Regions from separate parts of the Mus musculus genome. Here region 1 is linked to region 2. Evidence: chromatin contacts called from public HiChIP or PLAC-seq data. All regions are on one chromosome and are shown on one strand. Each heading gives the region's core, a stretch centred on a gene start, on an enhancer-like site or on the middle of the called end of the contact. The rest is flanking DNA. Distances are from core to core; before and after follow the strand shown.

The links. HiChIP or PLAC-seq counts read pairs in DNA pulled down with a chosen protein or histone mark.
Region 1: an H3K27ac HiChIP or PLAC-seq map of embryonic stem cells shows a contact between it and region 2, with 7 read pairs. The contact joins two enhancer-like sites. A contact is called at or near these places in 2 of 484 Hi-C or Micro-C datasets (embryonic stem cells and nephron progenitors) and 1 of 115 datasets of contacts at active chromatin or transcription factors (embryonic stem cells).

Annotation. Positions count from the first base shown.
Region 1 is chr10:110,990,903-110,998,301 of GRCm38.p6, reverse strand. The region is part of intron 1 of Zdhhc17 (zinc finger, DHHC domain containing 17); the gene reads left to right. Among named protein-coding and RNA genes, the nearest start is that of Zdhhc17, 15 kb to the left of the region's middle. Within about 2 kb of position 5,986, at least 91 of the 459 cell types and tissues checked have an H3K27ac peak or open chromatin away from gene starts, as enhancers often do. A contact at or near this core is called in embryonic stem cells, where this site is marked.
Region 2 is chr10:110,852,506-110,859,565 of GRCm38.p6, reverse strand. All of the region lies in intron 2 of 1700020G17Rik (RIKEN cDNA 1700020G17 gene), which reads left to right. Among named protein-coding and RNA genes, the nearest start is that of Gm22186, 36 kb to the left of the region's middle. Within about 2 kb of position 3,380, at least 13 of the 459 cell types and tissues checked have an H3K27ac peak or open chromatin away from gene starts, as enhancers often do. A contact at or near this core is called in embryonic stem cells, where this site is marked.

The sequences.
Region 1 (7,399 bases), core at 4,737-7,236, 140 kb before region 2:
TGGCCATGTGCGCATGTACCTCTTCTCACTTGGCGCATTCTCTCCTCTCACGAATTGCTACCCCCAACCAGGAAACTCCAAACCCACCTACCTCTAATCCTTCCTGTACTTGGCTAAAGCCAATTTTACTTAACTAACAGTTTTAAATTGAGGACCAAGGTTTGCACAACACAAACTTGTAAAGTGAGAGTTCGCTATTAGGTCTGGACCTTTTGGTACAGAGTTTAGCATTGTAATACATAGCAGCTGACCAACCCCAACACTAAGCATCTTAAACACATTTACATATGTGCTTATTTCACTCCCACTGCTTTGTGTGCCTGTTTACAAGTGAGATAATTGATAAACGAGGAAGTTAGAGTTGCTGGTAAGCAGTGAACTACGTACCAACCCAGGTTTCAATGTGATCGAAAAGATGGAGTCACAAAGTTGATTATTGTTTGGTAGATACTAGACAGCTGTGCTTGCAAGGGGTTTTCAGCTCTGTTGTTTTTAATTGTGTACGGTTTTTTTTCTTAGTTATTTTAGGTTTGGCTTAAGTTATATTTTACAAAATTTAGCAGGAAGTACAGTGAATCCCCATATCCCTTTCCTCAGCTTCTTTGTAATTTTCCCTGTTATCAGCATGCAGCTACAGAGAGGTACTTTTGACAACATTTCAGCTTCTAGCAGTGTGTCACTGCCATATAGTCCATACTGAATATCTAAGGCTCAGCCTTGGGGTTGTACAGCCTATGGATCTTAACAGATGCACGTTTACCATTATTGAAGACTCCCTAACATGTCTTTTTTGCTTACTGTGGAACATACACTAACTAGAAACCATGCTTCACATTTTGTTCCTTGGGCAGCAGTATGCAGGTACTGTGTTATGCATGCTTTTTATAGCTATGATCCCAGTCATCCGTGCAGTCATCAGGGCAGAGGATCAGTACTCAGGCCGGGCATGGTGTAGCTCAGGAGTGCTGTGAGCTCGGAGCTCAGAGGATATGGCCAGTTGTTATTGGAAGTTCGAGGCCAGCTTGAGTACAGTGTGTGCCAAGTCAGCGTGGGTTATATAAGAGCCTGTCTCTGTTCTTAATAAACTAGAATACTGTTGCACTCTAAAGAAAAATGCAATCACAAAATTTGTAGGAAATTTGATGGACTTAAAATGTATAAGTGAGTTTATGCAATCTCAGAAAACAACCCATATGCTCTCTCTCATATGCAGGATCTAGCCAACAGTATAGGTGTATATGTAAACAAGTGGTACATGTGGGTACAGCATAACATATAGAAATGAGAACAAGAGGGCTAAGTACTGGGATGAGGAAGGACTGAGTGTAGGAACGGCAATGAGCTATGACAGAAGAGACAGCTAATCGCTGCTCTAGATCTAAGTCTGTCTGGACTCTTTGGCTTTGGTGGTGGACAAGTGCATGAGAATACAGTCAGTGGTGAGGGCACTGAGCCCCTGTGAAGCAGGCAGCCTTCACAGAGTCACTGCTCCACCTGCAGAGTTCATCCACATCTGGACACTGGGCCTAGTTCATTTGCTGTGTGATGTTTTGTGTTTGTGTGTGTATGTGCATTTCCTGAGACAGGTCTTACTATGTAGCCCTGCTGTCCTGGAACTCACTATGTAGACCAGGCTAGCCTCGAATTCACCGAGATCTATCTACCTGCCATTGCCTCCCAAGAGCTGGGATTAAGTAAATGCATTCACTACTATGCCCAGCTAGCTTGTGATGCTTTTTGCATTTGGCAAGTTTTTTAAAATAAACTTTATAAAATCCTTTAAAAGGCAACTATTTCGGTCAGATTGGTAGTGTGTGTGTGTGTGTGTGTGTGTGTGTATGTGTGTATGTGTGTGTATTCAGATGTGTATGTGTGCTGGCATGTGTTGTATGTGGTGTTTTTCAGGAACTGTCCTTGTGTTTTGTGCTTAGGCCAGGCTGGCCAGAGCACCCCAGGCTTTCTCTGACCCTCGTCTCCCTAGTGCACTCATGCTCCTTTGTTATGTGGGTCTGAGGATCTGAACTTGGGCTGTCACAACTGCATGGCATGAATTTTAGTGACCGAGCATTTCCCAGCCCTAACTGCATTTTAAATTTTTGATGTTGTTGAGTTAAAAAAAAAAGAATGTTGATGATCCAGATTTAGGTGCTCTGCTTGTACAAGCAGCAATACTGACCACCAGAGCCGTCTTACAAAACTATACAAATGGAGAATAAATCGGGGCTTACCAGAGGCTAATCAGGGAAGGAGAATTGGTACTGCTTTAAAACCTGTGTCCTCACGTGCACATCTGATGCACAGATCTACGAGACTACATTTTTGTACATGAGGGAGTGAAGTGTTCCAACTGTCACATTCATTGCTACAAACAAACTCTGTACTTGGGCACATTACTTTTACTTTGGGTGTCTCCATTTTTCTTTCCTGAAAATGCTAGGATAATGAAAAACCTTCATTTTAATGGTTCTTTATAGAATTGATTAAGTTAATGTACTAAGTGCTGTATGTAGGCTTAACATTTTCAAACTCTGAAATTGAGGTTTCTGTTTTGCTGTGAGTGGTGCCTTTTGCTTTTGGCAAATAGTAGTAGTAGTAGTAGTAGTAGTAGTAGTATAATAGTAGTAGTAGTAGTATAATAGTAGTAGTAGTAGTAGTAGTATAATAGTAGTAGTAGTAGTATAATAGTAGTAGTAGTAGTATAATAGTAGTAGTAATAGTATAATAGTAGTAGTAGTAGTATAGTAGTAGTAGTAGCATAGTAGTAGTAGTAGTATAGTAGTAGTAGTAGTAGTATAGTAGTAGTAGTAGTAGGAGGAGGAGGAGGAGGAGGAGGAGGAGGAGTAGGAGTAGCAGCAGCAGCAGCAACTGTACAGTTGGAGGCCCTCACTTTAGTCAGCAATCCATTGAGAGAATATTTGAGGGTGTGTGATTATTGGTTATGTTCAAACTATAGCTAATTTCTAGTATGGCCAAGAAAATGACAGCGTTGGAACACATGGAATGTAGCTTGGAAGGAGATTCCATTGTTTTGGGGTTTATAGGTGGTATTGACAGCTGTAGGTTAAAGCAGTGATGGGGTGGGGACCAGCTCTGACCGTGAAAATTTAGTAACCAATTAAATCTGCCTCTGCCTCTATAGAGGATCTTGTAAGCACCATAGTCCTCCAATTCAAGTGATAAAAGCTTCGTAAGTGGTTCTGCTGGCAGTGTTCTCTCTGTGACACGTGATAGTAATGGTGTGGTTTGCAGTAACATCTTTAATGTTTGATACTTCATCAATGTCAGCTCTCAAGGAAATGCCACTATCCAAAGTTCCGGTAGACAAAAGCCAGCATTCCTCAGGACCTGTGATGTAAATCCCCCTCTTAAAAAGCAGTCAGTTTCCTTCTCGCTGACAGAAGGGACAAATGCCTTTCTGGGGTGCCTATTGGCCTCCTGGCTTTGTCCACATCACCATTAGGTAGTTCTTCTTACCTCCTGCCATACCAGACCCTCCCTCAGCTCAGGAGCTTACTCCGAAGCTGTGTACTTCACCTTATAACCCAGCTATGTCGGTTATCCTCTTCCCATGGCTCTTCCTTGGCCCTTGATCTTGGTCTCTCCTTTGTCTTCCTCGTGTTCCCCATGTTCCTGACCCCGTGGCCTAGTCCAGACTGCTGATCACGTTTAGTGTACTACTGTCTCTCTCTGCTGGACTCTCCCAGATGCTCTGGCTGCTCTTCCTCTCTATTACGTCTATAATAGAAGCCTTCCCCACAGCCATACCTTGAAGCAGTCCTGCTGTCCATTTATAGTCTCCAAGTAAAGTTCAGAATAGTATCTAGGAAGTAAAATTGGCTACTATTACTAATTTAATTTTAACAAAGTTACTTATTTTTAATATGATGTGTATATGTTGTGTGTTGGGATGGAGGCTGTGCATATGAGCGCAGTTGTGTCCAGCCCCTGGAGGGACCGGACTTGTGAGTTGTGTGTGCTCCTTACCTGCTGAGCCTCTTCTGTCCCCGGATTGTTTTCCTATGCATTTCAAGATGAGTGCACATGGCTGCTTTGTTAATCTTGCTTTTCTCTGGGTCTTTTTTTTTTTTAATTTAACTTTGACATTTTGTTTGTCTATGTACCTTACCTGAAATTGTAAATATCCATCATTCTTCAGTGATTTATAGGTTTAATTTTGAATCATTGTAAACATTAATTTATTTGGAATGTTTGAATATCATAGTATAGCTATGCAGGATCTTAACGCCTCCACTGCTGGGGCATTTGCTGAGACGGTGTTTGGGCACACGCTAGATAAAATTATTTCCTTGTCAACATGTAAGTGGTAATACGGTTTAGAATCTGTAGTGTTTTCCTCAACCCTGTCTGGGTATAATTTTACTTCAGAGCGTAATAATCTTACCTTTATGGTGTTTAGAACTGTATTTTCCTATGCAGCAGCCTCCGTGACATGAGACTGTTCGAAATAAATGAAGTTGATAAAATAAAAATTCACATTTCAGTCATAAAACTGAAATCTTGAGTGTATATTAGTGTTATGTGTCTAGCAACTATTGCTTCTGACAGCACAAAATTGAGGGCTGTCTTCCTATTGCACAGGTCTATTGGACAGCATCCATCTGTGTAGGTTTTCTACATTTTCTATGTCTTCCACAAATGTCTTTTGGAGAATGGAGAAATTGCTTAGTTGGTAAAAGCTTATGCGTTTAAGGATGAAGACCTGAGTTTGACCCACGTGAAAGCTGGGCTGAGCAATGTGCACGTGTAACCCTGGAGCTGGGGGCAGAAAGAAAAGGGTTCTCAGAGCTGGCCAGCCATTCGAGCCAGATGCTGACTGAGCTCCAGGTTCAGTGAGAGCCCCTGCCTGGCTCAGAAAGCACTGTGGTAAGATCATTCACTGCTCCTCCAGAAGGCCAGAGCTCACAAGTGCATGTAACTCCATCCACGAGATTTGGCACCCTCTTTTGGCCTCTGAGGATGCCATACATAAAAGTAATAAAGAAAAAAAAGATGGAGAGCAATTGAGGCAGACACCCCATGTCAACTTTAGGCCTCAGAACCCATCCTCACATCTCCATGCATACCCATACATGCACACACATGTACACACATACACACATCTCCATGCATATCCACACATGCAACACACGTACACACATACACACATACACACAAACAGGTAGTACATGAGTGGAATCATTTAGAATGTTCCATACAGGGTTTATTTATTTTTTCTCCCATGCAGCATAGTTGTTGGAGATTTGTCAGGTACTCCTGGTGGGTCATTCCCTTTTATTACTGACTGCTGTTCCATAGTGTGAATAGACCATTTTATACATATACTGCAAATGACCTGGGTTCCCAGCTTCTATTATATTTGTTAAAGTATATCTATGTATGTATATCAATATATATCATAGTTTTTGTATTTAGTTATAATTATTTATGTACAGGTATTTACACAAGCAAAATTTTTATTCTAATGCAGTTACTGGATCACATGGCTGTATACTAGTGTTTTTAAGAAATCAAGCTCTTTCCAGAGTGGCTGTGCATTTTACATTACCGTCAGCTGAGTATGTGTGACACAGTCTCTGATCCTCATTGGTACTTGGTGATGTTGCTTTCTTATTTCATTGTTCTGGCTTCTTTCCAGTCTGATTTTCAGATTTCTTTTGTGATTCAGTTAAGTTACCATTCTGTAGGAGAGTGCTGGCAGGGGTGCAGGGGTGTGGAGTTAGGATCAGGTATGTGTTAAAAGGTGAGACCTGAGTGCAAGAAACAGAAGACATTTGCAGTAAGTATGAGGGGCTAAAGGTGAACTGGAAGTAGGGAGAGAGAGGAGACAACTTTTGATGTGCCTTTATGAAGGGTCACGAGGGTGGCAGTGTTGACCTTGCTGGGGAAGGGAAAGAAAGGGTGTGGATTTGCTAGCCAAAGCTTAGTTATTGAATGTGCAGGCGTGCTGTGTGGGTCACATGATTTGCATAGTGACACAGCACGCGTATTCAGAGGACAGCTTAACAGAGCTGAGTCTCCTCAGCCTTGTGCAGATTCCAGGGATTGAGGCGAGCTTCCCCAGCAAGCACCTCTGTCTGCCAAGCTGTCTTCTGCCCCCACAGCGCACACGGATGAGTGAGTGCCTCATTTACACGGGCACTGACAACTGACCGTTAGGTTTTATCATGGCTAACAGCTGTGGGGTTGTTTGATGTGAGATTAGGAAATAAAGAACAAACTAGCTATATTGCAGTCACTCAAGTAGGGAAGTTTTAAGTAGGCCAGAGATGACAAGGTAGCACTTGTTTTCAGATATTTTATGTCAAGCTTAAAAATAGATGTGGAGACGGCAATTCTATTAAATTATGACTGACCCACTCACTGTGTATGTGTGTGTGTGTGTATTCCCCTCCCCCCCCATGTGGTGTGTGTGTGTGTGTGTGCACACGTGTGCGTGTGCTTGTGTGTGTGTGTTGATACTGGTTTTCTTGGTTGCTCTCTGCCTTATAGTTTGAGGTAGTCTCTTGCTGACCCTGGAGCTCACCATCCAGCTAGCTTAGTCTCGCTAGCTTACTGGAGAACCTGCCCCTTGTTTCCCAAGGGCTGGGGATTAAAGACAAGTTTATTATGTCCATATGGCTTAAAGTCATCACTTTATCTGAGGAACTATCTTCTCAGCCTGATGCCCACCCCTTTTCTTTCTTAGATAACATCTCCTATGTAGCCAGCCCACTTTGACCAGGAACTTGCAATCTCCTCCCTCAGTGTCCTGAGTGATGGGATTACAGGACTGATATGGCAACCACACCCTTGGACACTTCTAACCCACCCTGTAGTTTGTGATGTTTGCCACTCGGGAAGTGGCTGATGATAGTAAATATCCTTTCTCCTGTATATCTTCCTTCCTGTATCTTTGGTAAAGTATCTCCTGTCTGCACTAGTTTACTAGGGCTGCTGGGATCAAATAACAGACCAGACGGTTTACTTGTGGAGAGCCCTTCCCCAGTTTGGAGGCTAGAAAACAAAGGTCCAGATTACGTTGTGGACTAGTATGCTCCTTCCTTTGAAATCTTTAGCCTTTAGATGCCTGGTCTCACTGCCTTTTTAAAGGTTATACTTTTTTTTTTTTTAACATTTAGTTTTGTAATAAGTTTTGAGTTGATTTTTATGTAATTTGAGTTTGAAAAATTGGGTTGATTGGGGCTGGAGAGGTGGTTCAGTGGTTAAGAGCACTGACTGATCTTTCCGAGGTCCTGAGTTCAAATCCGAGCAACCACATGGTGGTTCACAGCTATCTATAATGAGATCTGATGCCCTCTTCTGGTGTGTCTGAAGACAGCAACAGTGTATTCACATACATAAAATAAATAATCTTAAAAAAATGGTCTTTTTTTTTTAA
Region 2 (7,060 bases), core at 2,131-4,630:
AGTTGCATCTCTGGCATGTGAGAAACCACTGCAGATGCCTGTAATTCCAGGGCCCAGGCCATCTGTGCCCCAGCTATGGTTGCATTTGCTTGTGCTGCAGGCCACTTGGGAGTGGCAGCCTTCAGGGACACATGCTGAGGGTCCAGGCCTGGCTGTAGAGCTTGTCAGGATAGTTAGGTTTAGTGTAGTGCAACAATTGGATTTATCAGGAAACCATTGCTATGGGTAACTTTTAAAATATTGCATGTCACTAGATGTCTGGATATCTTAACAGGTGTGTACATATATATGTATAAACATACACACACATGAGCACATGTTCTCTTCCTCATACTACCACCAACACCCTCATACGACCAATAATGTTCACCCATCTGGTCCCAACCAGTTGCTTCATATTACCTCAGATCTATTTGAATCATTTTGTTCTAATTTTTTTAATAATATAAAGCATGATTCTCAGGGAGGAGAAACAATGTTTAAATTTACAAATAATTATAAATATTATGCAAATTTATTTTAACACAAGGAGAAGAGACTGAGAAAGTTTTCCTTTGTAATTCTTAGACAAGTTATTTTCTGAAAGCAACACATTGGCGACTGATTTGAATTTTCTGGTTCAGCAACAACAGAACATATTTTCTCTTCTCTGGCTGTTGTCACTTCATCTGAACAGAGAAATAGATATAGTTTCCCAGAATTGTTTAAGATAATCCCAAGAGGGAAAGTTTCACATGTGCAGATACTGGTTGGAAAAACCAGTGACCTGAGATCCTAAGTTCCCTGCAGAGTGACTGGTGTGCATTTGTATAACTGTTGGCCCTGCTGCCATAAAGCTGTGAATGTTTCATGGATTTTTGATGCGGTCCAAAGAAAACAAATTACGACAATTCCCTCTCACATTGTCAATTAGGCAAGCAGATGTGACTGCTTCAAAGCAAGGTCTTTGGGGAGTCGTTGGTGTGTTATCAAAATTAAAACTGGGCTGGATGTGAGCCCCCCATCTCCAGATCAAGCCCCCCCCATTACATTTAGTAAAGCAAGGTTTTTTTTTTAAACCCACAGTACTGCTTTATTAGTAATGATCTGGAAGATATTTAGTCATCCATTAGGGATGAAGGCAAAATGATTAAATGTCAATTACTGCGATTTTTACACCTTGGGCTCTTTGGAGATGTCCCTCTCCCAATTTTATTCCAGTGAAAATGATCTTGCCCACATGGACACTGGCTTGGCTACCTGGTTCATCCTTTGACGTGCAGACAACTCCCGTGTGTCTCGCTCTACCCTTCAGATTCAGCCCCGCTGGAAAAGGAATAGGATAAATTGAAAATAGCCTTCTTAGCTTCATATGCTATCAAGCCAATATAAGGCCATGTTCCTGTGTATAGCTTCCCTGCCTCAGCCGGTTTTTTTATTACTAATGGGAATTTCTTTGTCTGGCTTAGATTTGTGTGTGTTCCAGCCTTTGCCAAGCTCTCTTCATTTTTTAAAATAGAAACTTAATGAACATAAAATTAATGACAAATCTAATTATAGCGATTTGCATAAATTAGAAGACATTTTTATTGATTTCTGAGGACTTATCTCTACAAGAGAGGATGTATAAATTTAGATGCTAATTAATCCAAGATTATCTTTGTTAATGAGTGTTAGCATACATTAAGCTTCCCAGTGAAGAGGAGAGAGGCATGCTGGGGGCTGAGGGACATGGGCAGAAAGAATCTCTGAGTTCTCACTGCTTCTCCAGGGCTTCCTTTTCTCCCTCTGCTAAGCTACCAACGTGGCCAGATTTAATGACAAATTTCTGTCATTAAACCTTGTGAACCTTACAAATGTATTTATTTTTAATTTAATTTATTTTTTTTAACTTATTCACTTTATATCCCTCTCACTGCCCCCTCCCAGTCACTCCTCCCACAATCTTTCCCCCATCCCTCTCCCCTTCTCCTCCAGGTGCCCCCCTCCCCCCAGGGATCCCCTTGCCCTGGCACTTCAAGTCTCTGTGAGGCTAGGTGCTTCCTCTCCCACTAAGGCCAGACAAAGCAGCCCAGCTAGAAGAACATATCCCATGTACAGGCAACAACTTTTGGGATAGCCCCTGCTCCCCGCATGAAGATCAAACTGCACACCAACTACATGAGTAGGTTCAGCCTGTATGTTCTTTGGTTGGTGGTTTAGATTCTGAGAGTCCCAAGGGCCCAGGTTAGTTGACTCTGTTGGTCTCCCTATGGAGTTCCTATCCCCTTTGGGGGTTCATAATCTTTCTTCCTATTTTTCCATAATTGTCCTCAAGTTCCATCCACTGTTTAGCTGTGGGTGTCTCCATCTCTCTGAGTCAGCTGCTGGGTGGAGCCTCTCAGAGGACAACATGCTCCTGTCTGCAAGTATAACCAGAGTATTATTAATAGTGTTAGGGATTACTGCTTGACCATGGGATGGATCTCAAACTGGGCCAGTTATTGGTTGGCCATTCCCTCAGTCTCTGCTCCATCCCCCATACCTGCAGTTACTTATGGACAGGATAAATTTTGGGTTGAAAGATTTGTTTGATGACTCTATAGCTCTACTGCGGTTCCTGTCTAGCTAAAGGGGGTGGCCTCTTCAGGTTCCAAATCCCCATTGTAGTGAGTCACAGCTATGATCACCCCCATTGATTCTTTTGTTGTTGTTGTTATTGTTTTTGTTTTGTTTTCAAGACAGGGTTTCTCTGTGTAGCCTTGGCTTTCCTGGAACTAACTCTGTAGACCAAGCTGGCCTCAAACTCAGAAATCCACCTGTCTCTGTCTCCCAAGTGCTGGGATTAAAGGCATGCGCCACCAATGCCGGCTTTTTCTTTCTTTCTTTTTTTTTTTTTTTTTGTTTTTTGTTTTTTGTTTGTTTGGTCCCCCTTATCCCAAGTCTCTGTCATCCTGAAGATGCCTCCCACCTCCTCACCCCTGTCAGTTGCAGATTTTCATGGCTATCTAGCCATCTCTCCTGTCCTTCCCATAACCTGATCCTAAATCTCCCATCTCTCTTCCCTCCCTATTTCCTCTGTCCATCTGCCTCCTATGACTATTTTATTCCTTCTTCTAAGTGAGATCCTGTTGGGGCCAACCTGCGGCTCTCATGTCTGGGTTCGAGCCTGGGAGGCATCTTGGAACTGAAAGAAAAGAGGGAATCTAGGCGGGTAGAGAGAAATGGAGCCAAGACAGTATTCTGATCAAGACTCAAATTTTTAATGGTGGACACACTTTATAAAGGAGAAGGGAAAGCCCATTCCCTCCAAATCATCCTTGGAGCCCAGCTGCAGATGACCACGTGTAGACTCAGATGTAGACTCTGGAACAGGTAGGCCGACTCCCAGCAGGCGGCAGCAGCAGCAGCAGCAGCAGCAGCAGCAGCAGCTGCGGCAGTGGCTGAACAATAAAATGATCCAGGGAGGCAGGCTCCACCCTAAGTAGTCTCCTTAGTAGCAACAAAATCAAGGTCTGGCTCAGCCTGCTTCAGGCTTGTGGGAGGCTACATCTCCTCCCTGTTATTAATATTAAAAAAAAAAAAGCTGGACTGAGGCATAAAATTTATTTATGCTTTATAGTTCTGCTTGAATTCTTTGGGCCTAGTGAAGAAACCTGTCTCAGTGGGATTCTATAACTTTTCTCATGGTAAAACCTTCTTTGGTTAAGACTGTCCTTACTGTCCTAGTAAACATTCTGCAGACCAGCCCTGAGCTCCTGGCTCAGTCTTTTGTAATGTTTAATTAGTTACTGAATAGGTAACTTCCTTACTGAATTCCTACTGAATTCCAAGTTGTCTGCTTCAAGGTCTTTCTAGGACATTGGAACACTGGCAAAGGCTAAACTATATCAGAATTCAATCTTAAAAGGCACTTATAATAAGATAATACTAAAGGAGTAATAAGATAATACTAAAGGAGAGCACGTGGATCCATACACCAGACTAACGCAGGGATAGGGTAAGAATGTATGGGTTATGAGATCACCAAAGTTCCAGGAGGTGAGTTTCTGTGAAACTCTTTGCCTCGTAGCCTGCCAAGCAAACTTCACTGGAGTGTGCATAGCATTCTCCCATTTTTATATTTTTGCCGAAGTTCCAGAATGTCCCACCTCATCGTAGCTATAGATCTTAGGAGTGCTCTAAAGATAAGTGGAAACACAATGATTTACTAATAAATTAGTGTCAATAATAATACTGAACCCAATCCAGGGGATTCAATGTACTAGGTTATCTTTAAATCTCTGGCCAATTCATCAATGTTCCAAGTGTCCAAGTGACTATTGCTAATATCTGAAATTTCTACCTTTCTAGCCTTAATATATGTTATGTCCTGCCCTATTGTTAAGACTACTACTTCTAAGACATTAACCTTTGCCTCCAATTCTTTATCTGGCTCTGTGGTGTACTATCAATAAACCACGGCCTCTTGGCATGTACCTCTGTCTAGATTGATATGATTTTGAGATTTGGGTGCCTGTCTAGACTGTCTGGCCCTCATAGCAAACCTTAATCCCAAATCAGACTAAAAGCCACAATATGTAATAGAATTCTTCTTGAATGAAGTTTAGAAACTGTCACCTGGAGGCAGGGATGCACGCCTGTTGCAGTCAGGCTGAAGGGCATTGACTGACATGCTTGAAAAACAAAGTCCAGACAGTGAAAGGCACAGTACAAAAGCTTCTTTTGGGGAAGTCCATGTACTCCATTCTATTGCAAATTAGTGACGATCAGGCTTAGACTTAGAGCTCCAGGTGTGGGGGAGGTGACCCTGAGAATCACAGAAAGGCTGCAATCTTTCTGGGAGAGAAGGCTGTGTTCTAATTTAACTTTGTTAAGTAATTAAGAATATTTTGTTATCTTCCCTGGGATACTCTAATACTGGAATTATTACTAGACCAGTCCAAGATTGAGTTAGAATAACCGGTCACATGAGGGAAAGAGAAGAATCACTAATCTTTCTAAGTCAGATTACACAGTCGCTGATATTCTTTTTACCTTAAGGTTAAAAGCTTGAAGCAAGGCAGCTTCAATTGTCCAAACTGGGAAAATGGCAAGCAAGGATGAGTCGAAAACATGTACCCAATTTAGCTTCCTAGTCACTACAGTCAGGGCACTTACCTGTCAGTCTGTCACACGAATTAGCCATCATGCTTCTGCAGCGTTCTGTGGAGAGAACCTATGATTTTCCCTTTCCTAAATCATCCACAAATAGTGATACTTTGACTTCTTCCTTTCCAATTTGTATCCCCTTGATATACTTTAGTTGTCTTATGCTCTGGCTAGAACTTCAAGAATTATATGGAATAGATAAGGAGAAAGTAGGCAGCCTTGTCTTGTCCCTAATTTTAGTGGAAATGCTCTAGTTTCTCTCCATTTAGTTTGATGTTGGCTATTGGCTTGCTGTATATTGCTTTGATTATGTTTATGTATGTGCCATGTATCCCTGCTTTCTGAAATACCTTTAACATGAATGAGTGTTGGACTTTGCCAAGGGCTTTTTCAGCATCTAATAAGATAATCATGTGATTTTTTTTTCAGTTTGTTTGTATGGTGAATTATGTTGATGGATTGTCATATATTGAACTATCTCTGTATCACTAGGATGAAGCCTACTTGATCTTGATGGATGATGTCTTTGATGTGTTCCTGGATTTGGTTTGCGAATATTTTATTGAGTATTTTTTTTTCCATTTTTTATTAGGTATTTAACTCATTTACATATCCAGTGCTATACCAAACGTCCCCCATATCCACCCACCCCCACTCCCCTGCCCACCCACTCCCCCTTTTTGGCCCTGGTGTTCCCCTGTACTGGGGCATATAAAGTTTGCAAGTCCAATGGGCCTCTCTTTCCAGTGATGGCCGACTAGGCCATCTTTTGATACATATGCAGCTAGAGGCAAGAGCTCCGGGGTACTGGTTAGTTCATAATGTTGTTCCACCTATAGGGTTGCAGATCCCTTTAGCTCCTTGGCTACTTTCTCTAGCTCCTCCATTGGGAGCCCTATGATCCATCCATTAGCTGACTGTGAGCATCCACTTCTGTGTTTGCTAGGCCCCGGCATAGTCTCACAAGAGACAGCTACATCTGGGTCCTTTCAATAAAATCTTGCTAGTGTATGCAATGGTGTCAGCGTTTGGATGCTGATTATGGGGTGGATCCCTGGATATGGCAGTCTCTACATGGTCCATCCTTTCATCTCAGCTCCAAACTTTGGCTCTGTAACTCCTTCCATGGGTGTTTTGTTCCCAAATCTAAGGAGGGGCATAGTGTCCACACTTCAGTCTTCATTCTTCTTGAGTTTCATGTGTTTAACAAATTATATCTTATATCTTGGGTATCCTAGGTTTGGGGCTAATATCCACTTATCAGTGAATACATATTGTGTGAGTTTCTTTGTGAATGTGTTACCTCACTCAGTATGATGCCCTCCAGGTCCATCCATTTGGCTAGGAACTTCATAAATTCATTCTTTTTAATAGCTGAGTAGTACTCCATTGTGTAGATGTACCACATTTTCTGTATCCATTCCTCTGTTGAGGGGCATCTAGGTTCTTTCCAGCTTCTGGCTATTATAAATAAGGCTGCTATGAACATAGTGGAGCATGTGTCCTTCTTACCTGTTGGGGCATCTTCTGGATATATGCCCAGGAGAGGTATTGCTGGATCCTCCGGTAGTACTATGTCCAGTTTTCTGAGGAACCGCCAGACTGATTTCCAGAGTGGTTGTACAAGCCTGCACTCCCACCAACAATGGAGGAGTGTTCCTCTTTCTCCACATCCTCGCCAGCATCTGCTGTCACCTGAATTTTTGATCTTAGCCATTCTGACTGGTGTGAGGTGGAATCTCAGGGTTGTTTTGATTTGCATTTCCCTGATGATTAAGGATGTTGAACATTTTTTCAAGTGCTTCTCTGCCATTCGGTATTCCTCAGGTGAGAATTCTTTGTTCAGTTCTGAGCCCCATTTTTTAATGGGGTTATTTGATTTTCTGAAGTCCACCTTCTTGAGTTCTTTATATATGTTGGATATTAGTCCTCTATCTGATTTAGGATAGGT